Regions from separate parts of the Mus musculus genome. Here regions 2 and 3 are each linked to region 1. Evidence: chromatin contacts called from public HiChIP or PLAC-seq and promoter capture Hi-C data. All regions are on one chromosome and are shown on one strand. The core of a region is the stretch at or near the end of the contact, and the rest is flanking DNA. Distances in the headings are between cores, read along the strand shown. Region 1 overlaps Serinc5 (serine incorporator 5). Region 2 has its middle 17 kb from the start of Serinc5. Region 3 holds the start of Spz1 (spermatogenic leucine zipper 1).

Region 1 (2,700 bases), core at 159-2,658:
CTGAAACATGCAGCAAAAGAGACCATGCTCCTGCCTCACACTTCCTAGTGTGAGGCCTGCTACTCATCAATTCTGCCTCAGGGGCTGGGACTACGATCATGCTCACAACGGATGACAGTGAAATCAGGCAAATTAAACAGCAGCCAGAAGTCATAAACTAGCTTTAAGACAGAGCTGGGGGGGGGGGGGAGCAGGGGGCGCTGAAGAGATGGCTCAGTGGTTAAGAGCAGTGACTGCTCTTCTAAAGGTCCTGACTTCAAATCCCAGCAACCACATGGTGGCTCACAACCATCCGTAATGAGATCTGATGCCCTCTTCTGGAGTGTCTGAAGACAGCTACAGTGTGCTTACATATAATAAATAAATAAATAAATCTTAAAAAAAAAAAAGAGCTGGGACACATGCGGAACGAGACCTTGGGATTCGTGATTACTCAGGGCACTGAAGCTGACAAGCTGAACTGGGAATGGGATAAATCTGAAGGGCAGATTAGAGGCAGCTGGTGGGCGGGAATGGCTGCACCCCTGTCCTAACTCAGGAAGCAGAGGTAGAAGAATCCCAAGTTAATGGATGGTCCGAGCAGTGCAGTGAACTCAAGACTAGCCCGGGAGCCGCAGAGTTCAAAGCAGTCAGCCTGGGTTATGTAGTGAGATCCTTTCTTATAAATCAAACAAAATAAGCAATCAGGCTGCTGATCTGGCTGTGGATACAGAAGGCTGGAATTCTTGCTTCTTTAGTACATTTTGAATTTTATATCATAATTCCTACTTGTTCAAAACAGTAAGCTCAAAGAAAAAGAGACAAAATTATGAAAGTTTATTACATGATTGCAGGAAGACTGATAAACAGAATAAGAAAGAACGGAATGACTACACTTACCAAGACCATCTGAGAAGCAATGGTCTTTCCTATCTCTATGGAATAGGGCTTAGCTACAAAAATCCCAGAGAGCCAGAGCTGAGGGCCAGGAGAACACAGCCTTTCATCCCTCAAGTCCCGCTGGAGCTTTTGCTTCCTCCTGCTCCACAAGACTTGGATGCTGTGAGGCAGTCTACAGTTCAGAAGTCAGTGGGCCCACTCTATTCATTCCCGTTTCTTTTGAAGCTTAAGTTACCACAGAAAACATGAGCTTGGTCTTTCATAGGCAATGATGTGGGGGCACGAACCCACTTGCTTAGAAGCAAACAGTGGGCGGCTTCTCCCTCAAAGGAGAACAACTTTCTCTCTTAAATCTAACCTGGGGACTTGCTGCTGTTTGAGCTTGAAGGCTGTACACAAAGGAGACATTGAAACCATAATGCTCACACCCCCAGCAGGTGGCCACCCAGTCAATGGTAGGAACAAAGGCACAAAGAAGGCTTCTGCAGAGCATGCTCCTCTGTAACAGACAGCAGTAACCTATTCAAGCCAGCACAGTTTCCTCCTCTGCATTCTGAGGCTGGCAGGATAACAGGCCTTCATAATGGTGCACTATCTCTAGGCTAGGCACTGGAAAGGCATCCCAAATGGCCAGCTGCAGAGCCAAGTGCCCATCCATATCTGGAAAGACACCAGGGCTTGTCCGTCCAGTAAATGCTATTTGAATGGATCCAGTGGCCAGACGCCAGCAAAGTCAGCTGCAGGGACTGGGACAGGAGGGGCTGGGACAGCAGTGGTGCTCCCAGGCAATGCGCAGTCAAGAACACGTACCCAAGGGCCCATCCTGGGAAATGGGAATGCTCTTCCCTCTGTGAAATGCAAGGAACACTGCTTTTGTGAGGACGATGTGAAACTACACGGCTTTAGACAGTCAGCACCTGTAAGTGCTAAATGACTGAGCAGTCACTGCAGCCCCAGGTTCTGGGCAGCCTTGAGCTCACAGAGAGGTTTTCCTGCCTCTGCCTCCTAAGTGCTAGAATTAAAGGCGTGTGCCACCGCCACCCTGGCTGCCAAGTCTCATCTTAACTGTCCTGTATGGTTGAGTTTTCTGACTATGGTTCATGTTTCACCAAGAGCTCCAGAAAAAAAAAAGACTTCTACACAGGAAAGGGAAAACAGGAAATGTTTTGACAGTGAGCTAAACACTCCCTCAGACCTTGACATGGAGGTGAATGGCGTGATCTATACGCTTACAGTTCCTCACTGAATGACAAGTGTGTGCTGGAACTGACCCATAACTGAGGTGTCAGCGTTCCCGCTGTATGTGCAGTGTGTGCAGAACGTGCTCGGCTCTCTTCCTTGCCTGTGTCTTCCTCCAGAGCGCTGATACATAACCCCACAGCTACGCTGCACGTGGGGAATGCAGACGGGCGTCAAGCAGGTGTGTGGTTTAGAACTGACAGAAAACCTACGCCATTACAGCCAAAGAGACTAAACAAGGGGTGGCTGAACATGGTTCCCCGAGCTTTAGACTCGGGGTGGGTGCAGAGTGCCAAGCCAGTGGCAACACTGTTGACGAAAAATTGAGAGTTCTCTCATTTTAACACATAGGACAATAGTTCTTTTTGTATACAAAAATCTTATTCTTTCTTAGACAGAAAAACAGAACTATGAGTGCCAAAAAAAAAAAAAAAAATCAATACACTGCAAAGGAAAATTAGTCTTCTCACTGGGTATACAAGCCAGACTTATACTTATCTCCTGCCCAGGCCCACACCCAGGCAAAGATGACCAACACAAAACAAGCTCAATGGGGTTTGTGTAGCCGCCTCATCTGAGCAT
Region 2 (2,703 bases), core at 98-2,597, 110 kb after region 1:
AAGAAAAACAGACAGGACAGGTAAGCTGCTGAGAGGAGGGCGTAGGGCAAACTGGTAACAGGTCTAGGGGTTTAGCTGGTATGAAGGAAAGGAAGAAGTAAACAGCCACGAGAAAAACACTAGGCCTTCTGAGGTACAGCTCAGACAGTGGGGAGGCTTAGTGGAGACTGGCAAGGAGCTGCCTAGGAATGTCTCCTACCTCCTACCTCCTGCCAAGGACACTGAGTGGTCTAGTCAGAGCAGTGCTGGAGAGCTCACCCTGGTGGTACAGATAAGGGAAAGTCGACCAGCCCAGCTCTCACCAAGGCCCACATTCAGGTGCTTTCAATTGGCCCACTCCAAAATCTACATCATCTGTGAACTGTTGGGGGACTTGAAGGGGCCGGACCCACTAACCCAGGGCTTCAGGATGTCCAAGACCCAGGGCAACAACAGGATAACAGGGAAAAGTCCTGGGGAGGATCCAATATTGATGGTGTCACAGGAGCCAGAGACCTTGAACCGACCCAATGACTCATTGCAATAAACATTTGCAAGTGAAGATGTGTGGACAGAGGGGTGCACTGTGGGACACACTGTGACACGGTAAAGCTTCCATAATGAAATATTTTCTATGCTTTATTTTGTTTGTATGTTGTTTTTTTTTTTTCATTTTGGGGGATAAGGAGTTGGGGGCTGCAAGGGCAAAGGGCAGATACGATGGATGGGACTGGGGTGCATGATATGAAACTTGCAAAGAATCAATAAAGGTATTTTTTGTTTTGTTGCGTTGTGTTTTTTTGTCTAGAAAACAAAGGGTGGTACCTTGGCCTGTCTTCTGCATCTCTGGGTCACAGGAACTACTTCCAAGTCCAGAGGTGCTCCCTGCAGCCTCCTGATTATGTTGGACAGGAAGACTAACTCCTCTTACTGTGCCTTGCTTTTTATATACGAAGGTAGAAAAAAAAAATGGAATGTAACTCCACTAGTTCCTATGGCAAGAATTTTCATTTTCCTCTTGAAATTTTCAAGTTCAAATAATGAGCACAAGTAGGTTACCAAGGCATTGTGATGGTTATGTTATAAACAGGTTATAGCTAATTTTGACGACAGCCTGGTTAGGACTTAGAGCAGGTGATGTCAGTAAGGTAAGCGAAATTCCTTTGTACAATCGCAACAGTTCCATATGTTCAGAGCGCTGATGGCTCTGAGGCCCTAAAATGGCACTTTAAACTCTGCCTTGTGTTGTAGAGAGTCTCCCTTTAATCACATCACATTGTTAATTTGCTTGGCAAGTCCCCTGAGTGTAGACAGTACAAAGGGAAAGACTCAGGCAGTACTCCAGGGAACTCAGATGCCACATTAATGAAAGGGGAGGGAGCCGCTCAGCAGGCTTTTCAGCTCCATCCAGCCCCCCACCCCCCCACCAGGGAACATATTAATTTCAATTATTTAGTCCGTTCAGGTTAGAGTTAGGTCTGTTTCTGCTGCCAGCCATAAGGAGACGTCACTGAGATAGATGTACAAGGTGCGCTCTGGGTTTTAGTTTGTCTACACTCAGGTGTTTACAAATCCTTTAGAAGGGGATCCAATTAGCCTGACTCATTTTGTTTCTGTCCTTTTCTGAGTTGTTCTTACCCTCTGTTTATCATAAAGTCCAGAATCACACAGCTGTAATAGACAGACATCCTGTGAGTCAAAGGCAGACTGCCCCTGAGCAGCAATTTCCTTGACATTTACAAGGCTGTGAGAAAAGTCCTCAGATAATAGCCAGCCCGACTGTGTGACCTGACCTCGACCATTTGCAATCAAACTGCCCTGACTCTGCCTTTGTTCTGGTCCTGTGTGATCTAAGGCTGCTTTTGGCACCCCAAAGGGGCCTGGCACTTAGCTATGTCTTCCTGACAGCAAGGGGAATAAAGGTTTTTGGGGTTTTTTTTCCCTGTGATTCTTTGGGGATGAGTGGCTAAATCTCATCTGCTAGGATCCCCTGGCATCCCCAGAGTGACACATCTACCCTGGAATACAGTAGCATGTTGAATACACCTTTGCATCTTAAATTATGTAAGAAGTTTTCAAGCAGTGTATTGGAGAGTTGCCAGGCCTCAAATCCAAAGTCTTACAGATGCTAAGCACACTAACATTTATGCTACCTACTTACTACTGAGTATCTTCAGCTTCACTAAGATAAATATTGGGGGCTAAGGATGCAGTTCAATTGACGAAGTGCTCATTTAGCATGCATGAAGCCCTGGGTTTGATGTCCAGCCTGGTTAACATGAAATATATTTGTGTGACTTAGGGAAATAATAGTGCAGTTACTATACACGTTTACTATGAAATCTCAAAAAGCATTTCTAAAAGATGGTTCATTTCTGTTCTTCTACATACCAGGGAAATTTATTCTGCTTTGATTTTAAAATTCAATCCACAAAATATTCACTCTCCTGATTTCAAGTAAACACAGCTTATAGTTGAGGTTGTCAGAGTAAGGGAGACAAAGGCAATTTATACCTCCCTCCTGCCAAGAGCACAGCCTGTGGGCTGTAAGACTCTCAGCAGTTAGGATGTCCACACAAGATTTGTCTATCAAACATGCTCGGTTTATTCACAACAACATTCCTTATAGGAGCTGCTAACATAAAAGTTAAACAAGCAGGAGATGAATGGTTGTTTGGGCAGAAATGCTGCTGCAGGGTCCACTGGGGAATCCGGGGGAGGATG
Region 3 (2,738 bases), core at 166-2,665, 130 kb after region 1:
CACATACAACTGTGCCAGGAGTACATCAGAACCAGGACTTGAACTCAAGTCCTTAAGCTTCCAAGAAGCTGCTCTGACCCATGGAGTTATCCCCATGTCTCAGATTATTCCTTTAAAAAATTATATATATATACATGTATATATATATAATACATATATATATATATATATAATGATTGAACTGAGTTGTTTCAAATGCTTTAGACACATTGTCATTTTAATCAGGTACTATGAGAAGTGGCCAAGCTTTTTATCACTGACTGGAAGAGTCATAAATACATTCAGAAAGCCTATCTTAAAAGTGCCACATTTTAAAAAGATTCCCAAGTGGAGGACTGAGGATACAGTTTGGAGGCAGAACACTCATGTACTATCTAGAAAGCCCTGGGTTCTTCCCTGCCCTGTCCTCCCCCTGACCCTCCCCCTAAGGAGAGAGACAGAGAGACAGACAGACAGAGACACACAGAGAGAGACAGACACAGAGGGAGAGGGACCGAGAGAGAATTTATAACTGTGCTGTTGACTCATGCCAATAGCCTCTTACCATTCAGTAGAATATTTTTGAATGAAAAGATTTCTCACATTAGTGTCCAAAAATCACTAAAGATGGAGCACTTTGAGAAGTTCTGCTTTCTATCCTGTCTTAGTCAATGTTCTATGACTATGAAGAGACAACGTAACCATGGAAACTCTTACAAAAGGAAGGCATTTCATTGGGGCTGGCTTACAAATTCAGAGGTTTAGTCCATTGTTATCACAACGGGAAGCACGGTGACATGCAGGCAGACAAGGTGCAGGAGAAGGAACTGAGAGTTCTACATCTGGATCTGCAGGCAGCAGGAAGAGACGTATACTCTGGGCTTGCAATAGACTTTCTGAACCCTCAAAGCCCACCCCGTAGGTGATACACTTCCTCCAACAAGATCATACTTCCTAATCCTTACAAATAGTTCCGTTCCCTGGTGACCAAGTATTCAGATCTACGAGTCTATGGAGGCCATTCTCACTGACATCACCACACATTCCTAACTCTTCCACAACATCTCTCCTACAGCTGGAGCAACACTTCCTCCTTCTATGAAAGAATTCTTATTCAGCCTGCTGTGCTTTCTCTCAACTATATTTACCCTCAGGTGGAACACCGTGGTTGTGGTTGGCTCGATGTGGTGTGGTGTGGTGTGGTGTGGTGTGGTGTGGTGTGGTGTGGTGTGGTGTGGTGTGGTGTGGTAAGGCAGGGGGGTGGGAGGGTGAGGTAGGAAATTGCTGTAATGCTCTTAGAATGAAGAGCCTAGGAGAGAAGAGAGGGGCAGGCATGTGGGAGGAGTAAGGTTGGCTGTGGTGTCTGAGTTGTGGGACAGGAATCTAAGGGACTCCCATTGTGATGTAAAAGAAACAGAATGTGTTGCCCCAGAGGGGCAATGACAGAATAAAGACCTAGTAGCTGGGGCCTCAGAGAAAATACCAGAAGCCTAGCAGAAGGGAGATGGAGCTCCAGCTCCAGGTCCCCCTTCCCACCTCCTCCCCCTGGGCTGTCTGAGATGTAACCTTCTACCTGAATACCACCTCCCTGGGGTCAGTCATTAACTCTGGCCCATAACTCCTGCCTGGTTCCATCTCCTCCACCGACTCCCAGGAGACTGCCATCTGCTCTCCCTGGACTCTCTGGGTCCTCAGGTCCCAATGTCGGACACAGACAACTCAGCGGAGATGCCCGCCCGGTGTCCATCTCCTAACCCTGCTCCTGGTGCTAAGCAAGAACCACCGAACTCTGGGATCACCATTTCCCTCCTTGAAATCGGATCACTCCCCACTGTCTGCTACCACTCCTTCCCACCACCAAAGAATAGCATCTGTCCAGTAGAGAAAAGAGGGAGGGTACAGAAATTTAGCAATCTCTTAAAAGACGTTAAGGATGTTCTCAAAAACATAGCAGGCGTTGAAGAGAAGTCTACAGTTGGGGAGCCTTTTGATGATGCCTATATTCCTGAAGACCTGTCAGAACTTAACGTCAGAGGTGTTGAGAAGAAAAATAAAATACGATTTAAAGATGATCTATTCATTCATTTCGACCCAGAGAGAGAACAGAACACAATGAAGCAGATGTTATTGAAAAACCAGAGTGCTAAGAACATGGTACCAAAGTTTGCAAGGGACCTGTGCAATGCAGAAGAAACGAGAGGCTTCGACGGCATGCTGCTGAGCGTGAAAAGACCGCGGAATGGATCCCTTCACCTTCGCGGAGAGTACAGAAAACTCAGGAACAACATGGAGCAGTTACTGCAGGAAGCAGATCACTGGAGTAAACAGCATAACGAACTCAGCGAACTAATGAGGTCATATCAGGAATGCCAGAACGAAACCCAAGAAACTACTGACAAGGATCGAGCCTGTTTGCAAAACCAACCCAACAATGGGCTATCCACCAAGCAGAAGCTGGAGGAGCAGGTGAAGAAGCTAAGCCATGACACCCACGCGCTGCATTTGATCGCAGCCCTGCTAGAGAATGAATGTCAGGTCCTACAACAGAGGGTAGACATCCTCAAGGATTTCCATCTCCACGAAGCGGGACTGGGGCACGAGAAGCCTTTGCAGATGTCCTGTGAGCAGGACAAGAAATGTCCGAAGTTAGCGGAAGCAGACAAGACGGACGCTTTCAAGCATACCACGAGGGCAACGGAAGGCACGATTAGGAAACCGAAGATCCTCAGGAGCCCGGATGTTTGCTTTACTAAGAAGGC

What was found. Promoter capture Hi-C pulls out the DNA fragments that hold promoters and counts their contacts. HiChIP or PLAC-seq counts read pairs in DNA pulled down with a chosen protein or histone mark.
Region 2: a contact with region 1 is called in an H3K27ac HiChIP or PLAC-seq map of stem cell-derived neural progenitor cells. The contact joins two enhancer-like sites. A contact is called at or near these places in 2 of 15 datasets of contacts at CTCF or cohesin (large pre-B cells and pro-B cells), 15 of 484 Hi-C or Micro-C datasets (the 3T3-L1 cell line, the F1.1 cell line, the P5424 cell line and 10 more), 7 of 115 datasets of contacts at active chromatin or transcription factors (VIP interneurons, double positive thymocytes, embryonic stem cells and 3 more) and 4 of 9 other capture datasets (adipose tissue, embryonic stem cells, liver and 1 more).
Region 3: a contact with region 1 is called in a promoter capture Hi-C map of Sertoli cells, with 6 times the contacts expected there. The contact joins the promoter of Spz1 here to the enhancer-like site in region 1. A contact is called at or near these places in 14 of 39 promoter capture datasets (the 3T3-L1 cell line, the C10 cell line, the HPC-7 cell line and 10 more), 2 of 15 datasets of contacts at CTCF or cohesin (large pre-B cells and pro-B cells), 11 of 484 Hi-C or Micro-C datasets (Sertoli cells, cardiomyocytes, double positive thymocytes and 7 more), 6 of 115 datasets of contacts at active chromatin or transcription factors (VIP interneurons, double positive thymocytes, embryonic stem cells and 3 more) and 5 of 9 other capture datasets (adipose tissue, embryonic stem cells, liver and 2 more).

What each region holds. Positions count from the first base shown.
Region 1 is chr13:92,702,234-92,704,933 of GRCm38.p6, reverse strand. The region is part of intron 9 of Serinc5 (serine incorporator 5); the gene reads right to left. It overlaps Gm41018 (a long non-coding RNA gene), which reads left to right. Exons shown (of 4, transcript XR_003950693.1): 4 at 1-2,507. Among named protein-coding and RNA genes, the nearest start is that of Gm41018, 3.6 kb to the left of the region's middle. Within about 2 kb of position 1,408, at least 59 of the 459 cell types and tissues checked have an H3K27ac peak or open chromatin away from gene starts, as enhancers often do. A contact at or near this core is called in Sertoli cells, VIP interneurons, double positive thymocytes and 4 more, where this site is marked.
Region 2 is chr13:92,593,270-92,595,972 of GRCm38.p6, reverse strand. No RefSeq gene overlaps it. Among named protein-coding and RNA genes, the nearest start is that of Serinc5, 17 kb to the left of the region's middle. Within about 2 kb of position 1,347, at least 84 of the 459 cell types and tissues checked have an H3K27ac peak or open chromatin away from gene starts, as enhancers often do. A contact at or near this core is called in Sertoli cells, VIP interneurons, neural progenitor cells and 3 more, where this site is marked.
Region 3 is chr13:92,574,909-92,577,646 of GRCm38.p6, reverse strand. Spz1 (spermatogenic leucine zipper 1) reads left to right here and starts at 1,415. Exons shown (of 1, transcript NM_030237.3): 1 at 1,415-2,738. The coding sequence starts at 1,681.